2 separate regions of the Mus musculus genome follow, and region 2 is linked to region 1. A link is a contact called in public HiChIP or PLAC-seq data. All regions are on one chromosome and are shown on one strand. Each heading gives the region's core, a stretch centred on a gene start, on an enhancer-like site or on the middle of the called end of the contact. The rest is flanking DNA. Distances are from core to core; before and after follow the strand shown.

What was found. HiChIP or PLAC-seq counts read pairs in DNA pulled down with a chosen protein or histone mark.
Region 2: an H3K27ac HiChIP or PLAC-seq map of heart atrium shows a contact between it and region 1, with 10 times the contacts expected there. The contact joins the enhancer-like site here to the promoter of B230110C06Rik in region 1. A contact is called at or near these places in 3 of 39 promoter capture datasets (cranial neural crest, liver and stem cell-derived epiblast-like cells), 3 of 115 datasets of contacts at active chromatin or transcription factors (craniofacial prominence, embryonic stem cells and heart atrium) and 3 of 9 other capture datasets (adipose tissue, embryonic stem cells and liver).

The regions. Positions count from the first base shown.
Region 1 is chr14:15,434,909-15,441,024 of GRCm38.p6, forward strand. B230110C06Rik (RIKEN cDNA B230110C06 gene) reads left to right here and starts at 2,715. Exons shown (of 3, transcript NR_152122.1): 1 at 2,715-2,835. Lrrc3b (leucine rich repeat containing 3B) reads right to left here and starts at 4,079. Exons shown (of 2, transcript NM_146052.4): 1 at 3,665-4,079.
Region 2 is chr14:15,719,669-15,725,784 of GRCm38.p6, forward strand. No RefSeq gene overlaps it. Among named protein-coding and RNA genes, the nearest start is that of Gm31804, 52 kb to the right of the region's middle. Within about 2 kb of position 2,678, at least 4 of the 459 cell types and tissues checked have an H3K27ac peak or open chromatin away from gene starts, as enhancers often do. A contact at or near this core is called in heart atrium, where this site is marked.

The DNA.
Region 1 (6,116 bases), core at 1,465-3,964:
CCCACTCCACAAAACTTCTTAGAGGGCTACAGACTCTCTAGTGGCTGGGAAGTACTCTCTGTGGAAGGGGCTCAGTGAGTGGAGGAGTATTTGACTCCTGAGGACAGCAGCAAACTTAGAATTATGCCAGTGCTGAGGTCGAATGCAGTGGCTATCAGGGAGAGAAGTCCACCAATGCATTTGGCTGAGTAAATAAGGCCTTTCGCTTTATATTCTGCATTTTCTCAACTTTAGCAAATGATTGTGAGCAGGATAAAACAGAACTATTCAAACTTGATAAGGCTTTTCAGAAATGGCTGATAATCCATTTAATCTTATTTAGAGTCATTAAAGATTTGCATGGTTAGTTGATTTTTGTTGCTTTGAAGGCTTATAAGTAGTCTACTGCATTTGTATTCCCAGATCCAGGTTTGTGGTGACTTGTTCATTGTTTTCTACTTAATCAGGTAATGCTGATTAAAGGGATTTTTATGGAAAAGTAAGAAAAACTACCTTTTTTTAAAAATAAGGAAGTTATTTTCCTTCAGTATTTTTAAGATGCTGAATAACATCAGAAGTAGGCATGTATTTATGTATAAGCAAAGTTCACTGGACCCAGGTATCAAAGACAATGGTTCCCACATTACTAATCTACTACATCACTGAGGGGCCTTACTCCATGCCAGTGGGCCTCCTCAGGAGAGGCGGCAGGCTCTGGCTTCCCAGTTAGTGCTATGTCCTCATCCACCCTCCAGAAGGACATTCTACTGCTACTCCAAATGCCTTTTGAGCACAAAGCAGATCACACACAGGTCTCCATCTCTGTCTCTTCCTGAATTAAAAAACAATCTGCTAACAGGTTGAAAGGAAACGCTCAACAACAACAGCTGGCTTCTTAGACTGGGTTCCAGTGCACTCCAAGAGACTCTGACTCTGGAGACACGCAGCATTGGCCCCCATACCCTAGATTCTACTGGCATGTGTCCCTGGGCTTAGACTAAAGCAGAAGGGGCCTCATCCACTCACCTCTCCCCCGTGGACAGCCTTTACTACAAAATCTGCTTATGAGTTTGAGGCACACAGCTTGCCCACTATAGGAACCAGCCCTTCTATGTACTGGCTTTCTCCATGATTTTGTTCCCACTTATACAAACCTATAAGACCACTTTCATGGCTATTGTGTCAATTAAAGGTAACACAAGCACATACAATACCCATAATAGCATCTGGCCCTGCATGCAGAACCAACCCAAGCAATGTTAGAAGGCACTGCTATCACTCATGTCTCCCCCACAAGGTTCAACTACTGGCCCAAGCCACTCAGAGAGGTTTTGACTCATTCTCTCAAATTCCCACGAGATTCTACCCTATTTCCTCAAAAAGCAGGAGAGCACAAATCCAGGTTAGAAACTCCCAGAAACCTGTCAGAGTGGGGTCCTACCTCAGATATCCGGGAATATTAGAAGAAGCTGCGTGCTGTGCTGTCACTTGCGAGGAGGTCTGGCTGGTGAAGGCATGGTCACTTTTTGTGCCCCAGAAATGCATCAGAAGCTTGTGTGGAGGGTATCCCCATTCTTGGTTGTACAGCTTTCTGTTTTGAAGCAAGGAGCTAGCTGCCCCAGGTATGCCTGGGTGTGGGAGTGACCGTGATAGAATTCCTCCAAGGGCCTTGGTAGTACACCTCTCTTCTAGAAGGCTCTGACTAAGCCTAACCAAATGATTCCAATTCTGCTTTTCCCCAGTTAGAGCAGAATAGGGGAGACAATCACAGGGCAACCTAGGAAAGATTATTCTATAAAAAGCCAGAATATGAGAAGTTTATGCAAGGAGAACCTGAGAACTGTCCATAGCCTGCACCAGCGCAGCCGCCAAACGCTTCTCCACTAGGCTAGGTAGGGACTAGACGTGCAGGGCCCTCAATCACAAGTGTCCCTGGATATGGGGTGAAGAGAACTATGTGCCTCCTCTCCCATACATGGTGATGTGTTCCCCACCAGGAGAGAGAGAGAGAGAGAGAGAGAGAGAGAGAGAGAGAGAGAGAGAGAGAGAACCCTTTCTTTACAATATGCACACTAGGCCTCTTCCCAAAAGTGGTCTTGAAGACCAGATGGCTTGGGTGCAAAGGTGGATCTCTGCATCTGCCAAACCATCAGAAACGACCAGGACGATATATCTGGGGAGTTGGTAAGTTAATATAGACCCACCTCTGATTCCAGATACCAGGCCGAGAAGCTAGGTCTTCCCTCACTGGAGGAGCTGTGCACACCCCCTTCTGTTTCTCCACACATCCTCCAGCTTTAAGCTAAAGATCTTTCCTAACCCAGCTAAGGGCTCCCCCCACTCCCTTCTCTCCTCAGCCTAGGTGCAAACCTTGAAGCCTCAAGGGGAAGCTGTCTCCCAGATCAGCCTCTGCCCTGGATTCTTCTCTGGATTGTTGGGACCCCAGCCTATCTGCTGACACCTGGGGACTCGCCTTAGTTTCTCACACATATACCCCTGGGGATCAGGCCAAAAGTCCCCTTCCCATTCCAGAATATACACATCCTTAACGCCCTAGTGCTGTCAGAGAAGGTGGGCGTAGATTTACAACCCGGTGGTGGAGATGAAGGGGTGTAGGAGCAAGCGGGTGCCGGAGAGGAGAGGGGCTGTGATCCTCTTAGAGCCAGGGACAGCGTCCTCGGTCCATTATCTGAACATTCAGTCACCGCCCAAGATGCCAACGCAATCAGAACAGAGCCGAGAGGTTTGTTTGTTCCTGGCGAGGGAGCTCTTTCTAACCTAGGCAGAAGCAGCCAGCCTTCTGAAATACCCCGGGGCAGGAATCCCAGGGCTGCTTCCCACCTCCGGACTTCTCAGGTACCTAGCCCCTCTCCCTGGCCCCTCACCTGGGCCAGCGCCCCCACCCCCAAACAGACTTCAATCTCTTTTCCAAATCCTCTTCAGTGGCCACGCTGAGGTGCCCCATCGCCTACATTAGCAGAGCCTTTCCGTCCCCCCTCACCCATTGGCAGATCTCATCCTCTGCTGCCTCCGGCAACCTCAAGAGGGATTTTTCCTCCCCAAATCACTTACTTCACCCATCCAGATCAGCACTTGTATTTCCCGTAGCACATAACCATAACCGAAAGCCACTCCGAGGATTTTTATTATCGATTTGGGGGTGGCAGGATCGAGCGATCTGACCCTCACCGCTCTTGAAGACATTAACAGTGGCATTAAGTTCCACCTCCCCTGGTTAGCCCTACCCCTTCCCATCTGCGACAGGCAAGAGAAGCACTACTAGATCCTAAGCCCTTGCCTCTGAATCCGGAGCTGTAGGAAGCAAAAAGTCGAACTGCAAGAACACAGTGAGAGAAATGGGCAGATGCCTTAAGGCTAGGGTAGCTGGGGGAAGGGCGCACGCGAGAACTGAACAGATACCGCACCAGGTGAGAACCAGGAAGGGAGGGTCACAAAAGTTTGCAGACTGCTGCAAGGCACCTGGTTGCACAAGAGCGAAAAGGGTCGACTTCCCTTCTCCAGGCAGGGTCTCTCCAAAGATCTGTGTCAAAAAGACCTGGAGGTTTGGCTCCACACGGCTCAGAACTGCGGTGACCATTCTCTGCTTCCCAGAGAGATGGCCTAAGCACCCTGACTGGGAGCTGAGCCCGCGCTCTGCATAAAGCAACAGGCGGCTGCACCTTACCTTGCGCCAGTCCTGGGTTGGGATGGCTGCTCCATCCTCGTGGCGCAGGGAGGAGGCGTTTGATGCATAAGCCTAGGGGTGTGCGTGCTGCTAGCTCCAGCCGACTGCAAACTGGACTACCCTCCCTGACCCGGCCCGCCGGCCGGGCTCCGCTCCGGAGCGACCGCCGCGGCGGCGTGAATGCGCTGTGGCCGGGGCGCAGGACGCAGGCGGTGCGTGGCGCGGCTGGCGTCTTTGCGCGCTGCCACCGAGTGAGGGTGCGGCCCTGGGCTGCCGTGTGGGGCACGACTTGGCTTTTACTGCTGCGGCGGCCGCTGCAGACCCTGTGCGGGGCGCCGGAACCTCACTGGAGGAGGAGACAAAGATGCGAGGGAGGCAGAAAGCTACTCGCCAACGTGCAGGCGGCTCAGTCACTAGAGGGGACTCGCCTCCAAACCTGGACTGGGAATGGAGGAGGGGCGAGGCTTCAGGGACGAGCTAGAGCGAGTGAACGTGACTGGTGGAGCTGGCTATCACCTAACTGGCACTGCTCTTCTGCCTCCTAGCTGGAGATCCTGAATAAGGAGGGGAGGAGTTTCATTCAGCCTTTGCTGGAGAAGCAGAGCTGAGCTAGGAACATTAGTTAGCCTCCTCCTCCTCTCTTGCTTCCTCTTGCCCAGTTCCAGGACATGTTGCTATGGCCCCATTCTTTCTTCCATTTCCTGACTACTGAGACCAGAGGGAACTGTTTAGCCTAGGTCCATTGCTGTCAACGGGGAGGAAAAGCAAACATTTTTAATTAACTAAAAATGACTTACTGGGTGCACAGGGCAAGAGTCAGGCACACTGCAGCTAGCAGCTAGAACAAACCCATTCCAGATGGGGACTCACCAGAAAGTCTTTATCATTTGGTGACCTCTATCAAGCATATTAAAGCTTGCAGCATTTCCCCATTTGCAACGATGCTGTTTTATGCAGGTTTAGAAGTATGCTGGGTCTGGCCACATTGCAAAACTGTAAACCACTGAGTCCCCCCAGCAGCTGTGATTTGTCTAGCAGCTCCACATTATACACCTTTATATTCTATGACTTGTATTTCTAACATTTCACAATATGATTTTATTAGTCTGGATTTGAATTGTCATCACTTTTCAACACTTTTAAACTGAGAAATCAGGACCTAGAAATAAATATATATGAATAGCAGGTATGTAATTTGGTCTAATTACTCAAAGGAAAACTTGGCATTCCCATTGAAAGTATAAAATTTGTCTGTAATACTGTGCCAGTGATTCTACTTCTCACAAGTCAGGAAATAACTGAGAACATCCACAAAATTTATCTGAAGAGATGCTCACTAGACTGCTGTATAAGCAATGGAAGGTTGTATAAGCAATGGAAGGTTGGAAGAGAGTACAAGATGAATAGTGAAACATTTCATAGGAATATACAATAAAATATCACATATTGAACTGTTATAGATGACCTCCGCCGTGGGTAATCGGTGTAAGTTTATCTAAAGAGTTCCAGAGCTCAAGATGAAACCCGACATAATCTCACAGAGCTGGCTTGCATCCAAGTCTTTCCAACTGTTGATTATGCTATCCTACATTTGAATCTTTGGTTGATGCTGTGTTTTAAATGAAATAGCACTTGTGGAGCACTCACCTCTTAGTAATGTCCATAAGGCATAAATTTGGTTCAACTTAAGACAAATGTCTGACTATGGCTCAGATAAACTATACAGTAGCTTTCTGGTTTGGTTGGTTCGTCAAGTTGTCAACTTGACTTGCTGAATGTTGGTATCACCCATGCTATAAAAAGGATAAATGACAGGCCCTAGAGTTTGTCACCTCTGTTATAAACTTAGATTTGTTTTGTAGCAACCAGAAATCAAGTCCGGCTCAGCAAAGGATGTTCTTTAATATGAGAAGCTGATTGGTTGTTTCCTCTGCTTCTGCTGATGTCCAATTAAAAGAATGAAACCGGAGAAAGATAGCTTCTTGGAAGCCCTACTTATAATCTAATTAGTGAACCAGAGAGAGAACTTAGCATCTCTGACCTTCATGCTAACCTTCAGGGCCTTTCTGCTTCAGAGGTAAATGGCATTTACTGATGTTTTCTGTTTAACTTCCTTTAGAAATGGAGTGAATTGTTTCACATTCAGTATGTCATAGAATCCTTTGCATATAGAAGAAATTCCTTCAGTTATGCCCTGCATTCTCAATTGAAACATCTCTACAATAGTTCGATGCCTTCCTCTCAAGTGGGGCTGCATTTCTCAAATTCAGATTGGTGCCTGAAGCCCTGTTATCTATAGAATGTTTTAAAATTAAGATATGAAGATGTTGATCTCACAAAACCTTTGCTCAAGGCATTCCAGGTAATAGCAAGCCATTGCAAAGCAACCTAAAGCTGGAATTTTGGCAAGGAGGCCCCTATAGAGCATACTCACCACTGGGCTTACCCTCAG
Region 2 (6,116 bases), core at 1,428-3,927, 280 kb after region 1:
ACTTTGCAATTTTTAGTTTTTCTTTGGTATAGGGGCTAATCATCAGGGCATCAGAAGTAAGTTTCATTCAAGCAGAGGTAATATAGCCTGATGACTTTTGTGAGAATTACTATAAAGAACTCTTTGTATCTTCTCAAATCTAAACTTTATTCCTGTTCAGTGGAGATTCCTCTTGCTCTTTTCAAGCAGGAGCTGGAGGACAGGACACCAAGATCACTCACTCAGGTGGTTATTGGCAAGAGGCCTTTGTGCTGCCCTAGAGTGCAGGGGAGGCCTGAGCTTTCTCATTCCATGACAACTAACTTCACTGAAAGAATAGCACAAGAAGAATGCTTTCTAGAATCTGCTGTTGAACTCTGCAAAGTATCACTTCTGTCTCACACCTGGCTTGACAGACCAGTCTGCCTCATTCAGTGCGTAGACATATGGATTCCAGGACTATGGAGGGCTATCTGTAGGGACAGAAACCACAACGTCAACAACTGGTTATCAGACATATGTATTTGTGTGTCTCTCTGTTATGCATCTAAGTGTCTGTGTGTGTATCTGTGTCTTTATATCTATGTGTTGTCATAAAAGATTTCTGTTAGCCATGATAACTAATGTTATGGCTTCTAAGATTCAGATAGTTTCTTGATTAGCAAAGTCATTCAGAAGTTGGAATTTATGAAGCTATGGACCTAAACCTGTACACAGAGCCACAGCCTTATAGGGGGATCTAGCTAATTACATTCAGGCAAGTTTAAGTAACCAGTCTAAAAAATATCTACAATAAGCTTTGATTCAAATGCAATATCCTTATTTATGCATATCTATAGTTTTGTTTCTTAGTTCACAAGGGGTTTGAGCCCTATAATTTCAAAGTGATGACTGCTGGTTTCTTTTTCCCTTTTGAACTCGAAACCTGAAGAAAATTGCAGATTCCACTTCAGCTGTAGTAACCCCTTCTTTATTACCTGTGATCCAAAGGCCTTCAACATCAACATCAAGTGAAAACTTGTTAAAATTGCAAATAGACCTTACTTCAGCACCAATAGGACAGAATCTATGCTCTCAAGAGGCCTGTCTATTGGTTCCATTCTGCTTATCTGGGAACTTCCCTTCCCATCTGTGGAAGCTCCTGCTTTGCAACACACAAGAAAACACTATTGGAATTCACTGCAAAGCAGCCATTTCAAAACAGTAAGAACTAAGTAGACTGAGTGTGTCCTCCTCTGCAGCCTCTCTCTTAGATTTTCCAGGGGGGGGAAATTACTCATTCCAGTTACTCTGCAATGTGAAATAAATAGGAATCTGTACCTGGGCAAGTGGAATGCAGGGATCATTGCTCTTTCTTTGTAATTTAGCTTTCTTGCATTTGTTATACAGGGAAACACTGGGCTTTTTATGAATGTCACTGCAGAAAGCTTGCAGAGTTTCAAAGGATAAGGCTGAAATTCTTATTGGTGATATAGTGTCCCACAATGAACTTGAGCAGTCCATCATTTCTTTTCCTAGAGTCCCTGTTCTCTCACAAGTTAAATGTAAGAAAAATAAGGAAGTCATTCTTCCTTTCATTTTTGCTTATTCACTGTCGTGAATGTACACATTTCATGCGTAGAATACAATGATTCATAGCTGACACACAAACATGGAGTTTGTCCATCGCCAATAATATTGCCTTGTCCTACGTGGTCAGTTTTATTGGTCAGTTCTATCTCTGGAAAAGGTGATTGGAGATATTTTCTAGATAATATTCAGGAGTCCTCTTATTTACCTAGCATCTCAAGTTGGCAGCCAAGCTGAAAGTTAACTCTGGAATTGCAACTCATAGCTCTGTTTTCTACATGCCAAGTGGTGTGGATGGGGGATGTGTGTGGCTTTCATACCCATGTAGGAGGGTAGACATGCATTGCTTCTATCCTGATGAGAAAGAGTGGACACAGCATCTTATCCTCATGTGGGAAGATGGACACATGTGGCTCTCATCTCCATGTGTGAAACTTTACATACATGAGTATCATCTCCACATTGAACACTACACACATCTGTCTCCCATCGCCATGTGGGAAGGAGGATACAGAGATCCTGTCCCATGACAGAGTAGAAGGTGGATGTGAGTGGTTGTCCTCAATTCCCCAATCAGTTGTTTGTGTGTTGTCAAGCTTTGTGCAAGTAGAACTATTGCAGATACAGTAATTTGTCTTTACCCTCTTTGCTCAAGTAGTTTTCATGGATTTTATTGAAAATAAAATAATGTAAATATGAAAGTAAATATTCACCCAGACACTTTTAAAGTATGAATGAATCAAAAAAGATCAGTTGAGGGCTCTAAAATTTCCATCTCTCCCAATACTACACAATAGGTTAAATAATTTTCTCCTATTGAGAGGCCTGACTCTAGTGACATTTTCCACTATGATTTCAATTGTGTTATTAAGATATCAACAAGAAATAACACAGACTAATTTTCTCAGAGTCAGACAGTTTTAACTAATAATAAGACTATTTTTTTTTTTTTGGCCTGAAGAGGTACCCATCATTCATGGTTATCATGTCTGATGAGAAGGTTCTTAGAAAGCAATAGGATCCTGTATTGCCACTGTCACTAGGCAACATGGAATAAACAGCTCTTGAAGATGCAGCCAGACTATTTTAGAATCATTCATATTCTGTAAACATGCTTAGCGTAGAGAGAAAGATGACTCAGGCACAGTGACAATGATGGTTTATTTCCAGTCATAGCAATAACTGGAGCATTGAGGTTATGACAATGGATCACAAAGCAGTGACCCAGGCCTGAAATGAAAATACTTGAACTGGCCAAGATCCAATGGCCAGTATGAAGCAGATAATTGAGACAACTGTTCAGCATATTCAGGCACTAAACATAGATGGGTAACAGACTATTCAGCAGCAGTGGTTCTCCTGCATCATAACTATGACACTTGATTGCTTGTCTGTGGCTATTCATTTCAGTTACATATGAATAAAAATATTTTTGGTGCTTTTTCACATTAAATAGCCACTTCAGCTTCAACATCATGGAGACTAAGGGACATGTACAATATTGTTTACACATATGCTATATTAAAATTCTGGTAGAAACTAAAGAAATTTGAGGAAATCTAATCTTTAACATTAAGGTCAAGGCAAACACACTCAGAAGTAAATTCTTTTTGCTTTACCTGCCTATTAATGGTAGGTTAGCTGAGAGCTAGTCCTATGAGGTGTCATGTATTATATTGAATGGTTAAGTGTCAAAATAAAATGCATTTCAAGTTTGTTAGCACCACTGGCAATTTAGAAGTAGGGACTGCTGGGCCCTACTTCTAGCTTAAACCCATTGTTAAGTGTACCACACCAATTAGTCTCTTTCTTAAATTGAGTTTCTTTTCAGAATGAACTTGTTTGTGTACAAACCAGGATAGCACTGGCATTTACTTGCTAACATTTAAATGATCAGATCCAGAAGGGCATGAAAAATCTACCTCCCATCACTATGTATGTTTGTCCAAACACACCCAGCCTGAAACTCAACTTTACAAATTTATGTTAAAAGAAAGTGAAACTTAGGGTCACTGTGTTTGAACAATATTTGAAAAATGTATAGTAATTCAAAAAGCATTTACTTGCACACATTCTATGTTTTTTGTTTGTTTATTTGTTTGTTTGTTTAAAACATCTTTAAGCTTACCACAAAATAATATATTTCCTAACAAGGAAGTAATAACAGTACATGGAAAACAAAATGCAGTCCTATGCAACATGGCAGAAATCTGGTTAAAATAGATTTAAGATTCCACCTTATACCAATCAGAATGGCTAAGATCAAAACTCAGGTATCAGCACATGTTGGCAAGAATGTGGAGGAAGAGAAACACTCCTCCATTGCTGGTGGGAGTACAAACTGGTACAACCACTCTAGAAATCAATCTAGCTGTTCCTCAGAAAATTGAAAATAGATCTACCTGAAGACCCAGCTATACTACTCCTGTGCATATACCCAAAATATACCCTGCAATGCCACAAAGGAACATGCTCCATTATGTTCATTGTGGCCTTATTTGTGATAGCCAGAGGCTGGAAACAATGGAAAAATGGATACAGAGAATGTGGTTCATTTACACAATGGAATATTGTTCAGCTATTAAGAATGAGGGCATTACGAATTTTGCAGGCAAACGGATGGAACTAGAAAGTATTGAAAGACCCACAACGTGAGGACTCCTTCACATTCTGACTCAGGAGAGGCGACACCCCAAATCACTCAGGAGAAACGGTCTTGCTGCAAACTGCAAGAGGACTTTTATTCAAGAGCGCTCTCAGGCCCACAGTCAGGGGTAGAGGGCCATGGCCCACTGAGTAGCTGGGTAAGAGGGTATTTAAAGGAAGAAACCACAACTCAAGGAGGTGGGAGGGCATTGTTGGAAAATACCAAAAATACCAGTTAAGAGTCACAAGGAAGTGCAAAGTCACAAGAGTCACAAGGAATACCTGGTAATTGTGCAGGTTATTTCTCAAGACAGTTTCTAAGTGCCCCTAACAATAGCCCATTTGCATAGCAGGTTCTAGCAAAGGTCAGGGTGGGTCAGGTTGACTTTCTTTGAATGAACACCCCTTGAACCCAGGAAGCCGGTGGGTGGAGGAATGTCGCTATCTGTTTTATGATTAGCATACCTTGGAGCATTGAGTCATAGAGGTCACATTCTCAAGCCTGGGCCTAAAGGCCTAGAATTTTGTTTTTATGTTATATTTTTTCAGAATCATTTGGAATGAGATATCTCTGACCAAAAAAGGACATGCATGGTATGTACTCACTAGTAAGTGGATATTAGCCCAAGTGAGGATGCTTCAATCCCTCTTTGGAGGGAGAAAAATTAATGCAGCCAGCAGGTAGAGGAAGAGAGGGATCTGTGTGGGAGAAAGGAGGGGGAGGGGCAGGGGAAAAGGAGAACATGATCAGGTATTGCAGGGATTGGGGGGGGGGGGGCATGAGTGAAGCCCCGGGGGACAGAAGAATGAATAGAAATATACAACCTAGGATCATGGGAGTTGGGGACCCTCTAGACCTGGGAGGTGAGAGAATATTAAGACTCAAAGAGAGGAACTTTAGATGAAATGCCCAACAATGGGGAGAGAGACCTTGTAGAATCCACCTTCAGTAGAAAGACAGGGCATCAGTTAGAGGTTGCCACGTCACAGTCAAAAATTCTGACCCAGAACTGTTCCTGTCTAAAAGAACTCCAGGGAGAAAAATGGAGAAGAGACGGAAAAGTGACTGGCCTGAGTTAGGATCGAGGCCCAACAAGCAGCTGACTGAGGCAGAAGCCAATACTTGCACCCAACCAGTGGTATGAATTAGGGAAAGGCTGAAAGAAGTTGTGGAGGAGTGCAACCAGCAGTCTCAACAAATCTAGACCCCTGAAATCTCTTTATACTGAGCTACCAACCAGGCAGCATACACTTACAATTACAGCAATTACAGCAACAATATACAACAGAGGACTGTCTGGTCTGGCCTCAATGAGAGAATATGCACTTAACTCTTTAGAGACTTGAAGCTCCAAGGAATGAGGAGGCCTGGAATGGAAGGTGGGTGTAGGAACATCCTCTGGAGACAAGGAGGAGGAGGAATGAGATGAGGAACTGTCAGAGGGCGGAACGAGAGGGGGATAATGACTAGACTACAAAAAGATTAAAAATTTTTTAAAAAAGTGTTTGTCATGTGTATTTAGTCAAAGTTGGTAGAATGTTGCAGTTCTACCTATTCATGAAAAACTGAAGCCTGGTTCTCCCAATGAAACTCTTCTAGGAGAGTTGACAGAATTTTATGGAACAACAGATTAATAAGCACATGGTACAGCCACAAAATGGAGTCTTACTCTGTGGTGTTAAGCACAACAGCCTTGCATAGATAACCATAAATGCATTATGCTTAGAGACGAAACCAGGCCTGAAACAAAATACACTCTATCATTCCATTTACAAGTTACTACAGAAACTGGAAAGTCATGAACAGTGCAGAAACCAGCTCAATAACTGTCAGAACACAGTCCAAGAATGGAATTTTGCAAGAATTCTGAGTGCTGTGAGAAAACTCCATGAAAACAAGTCAAGCATTTTGCAACCTCAGT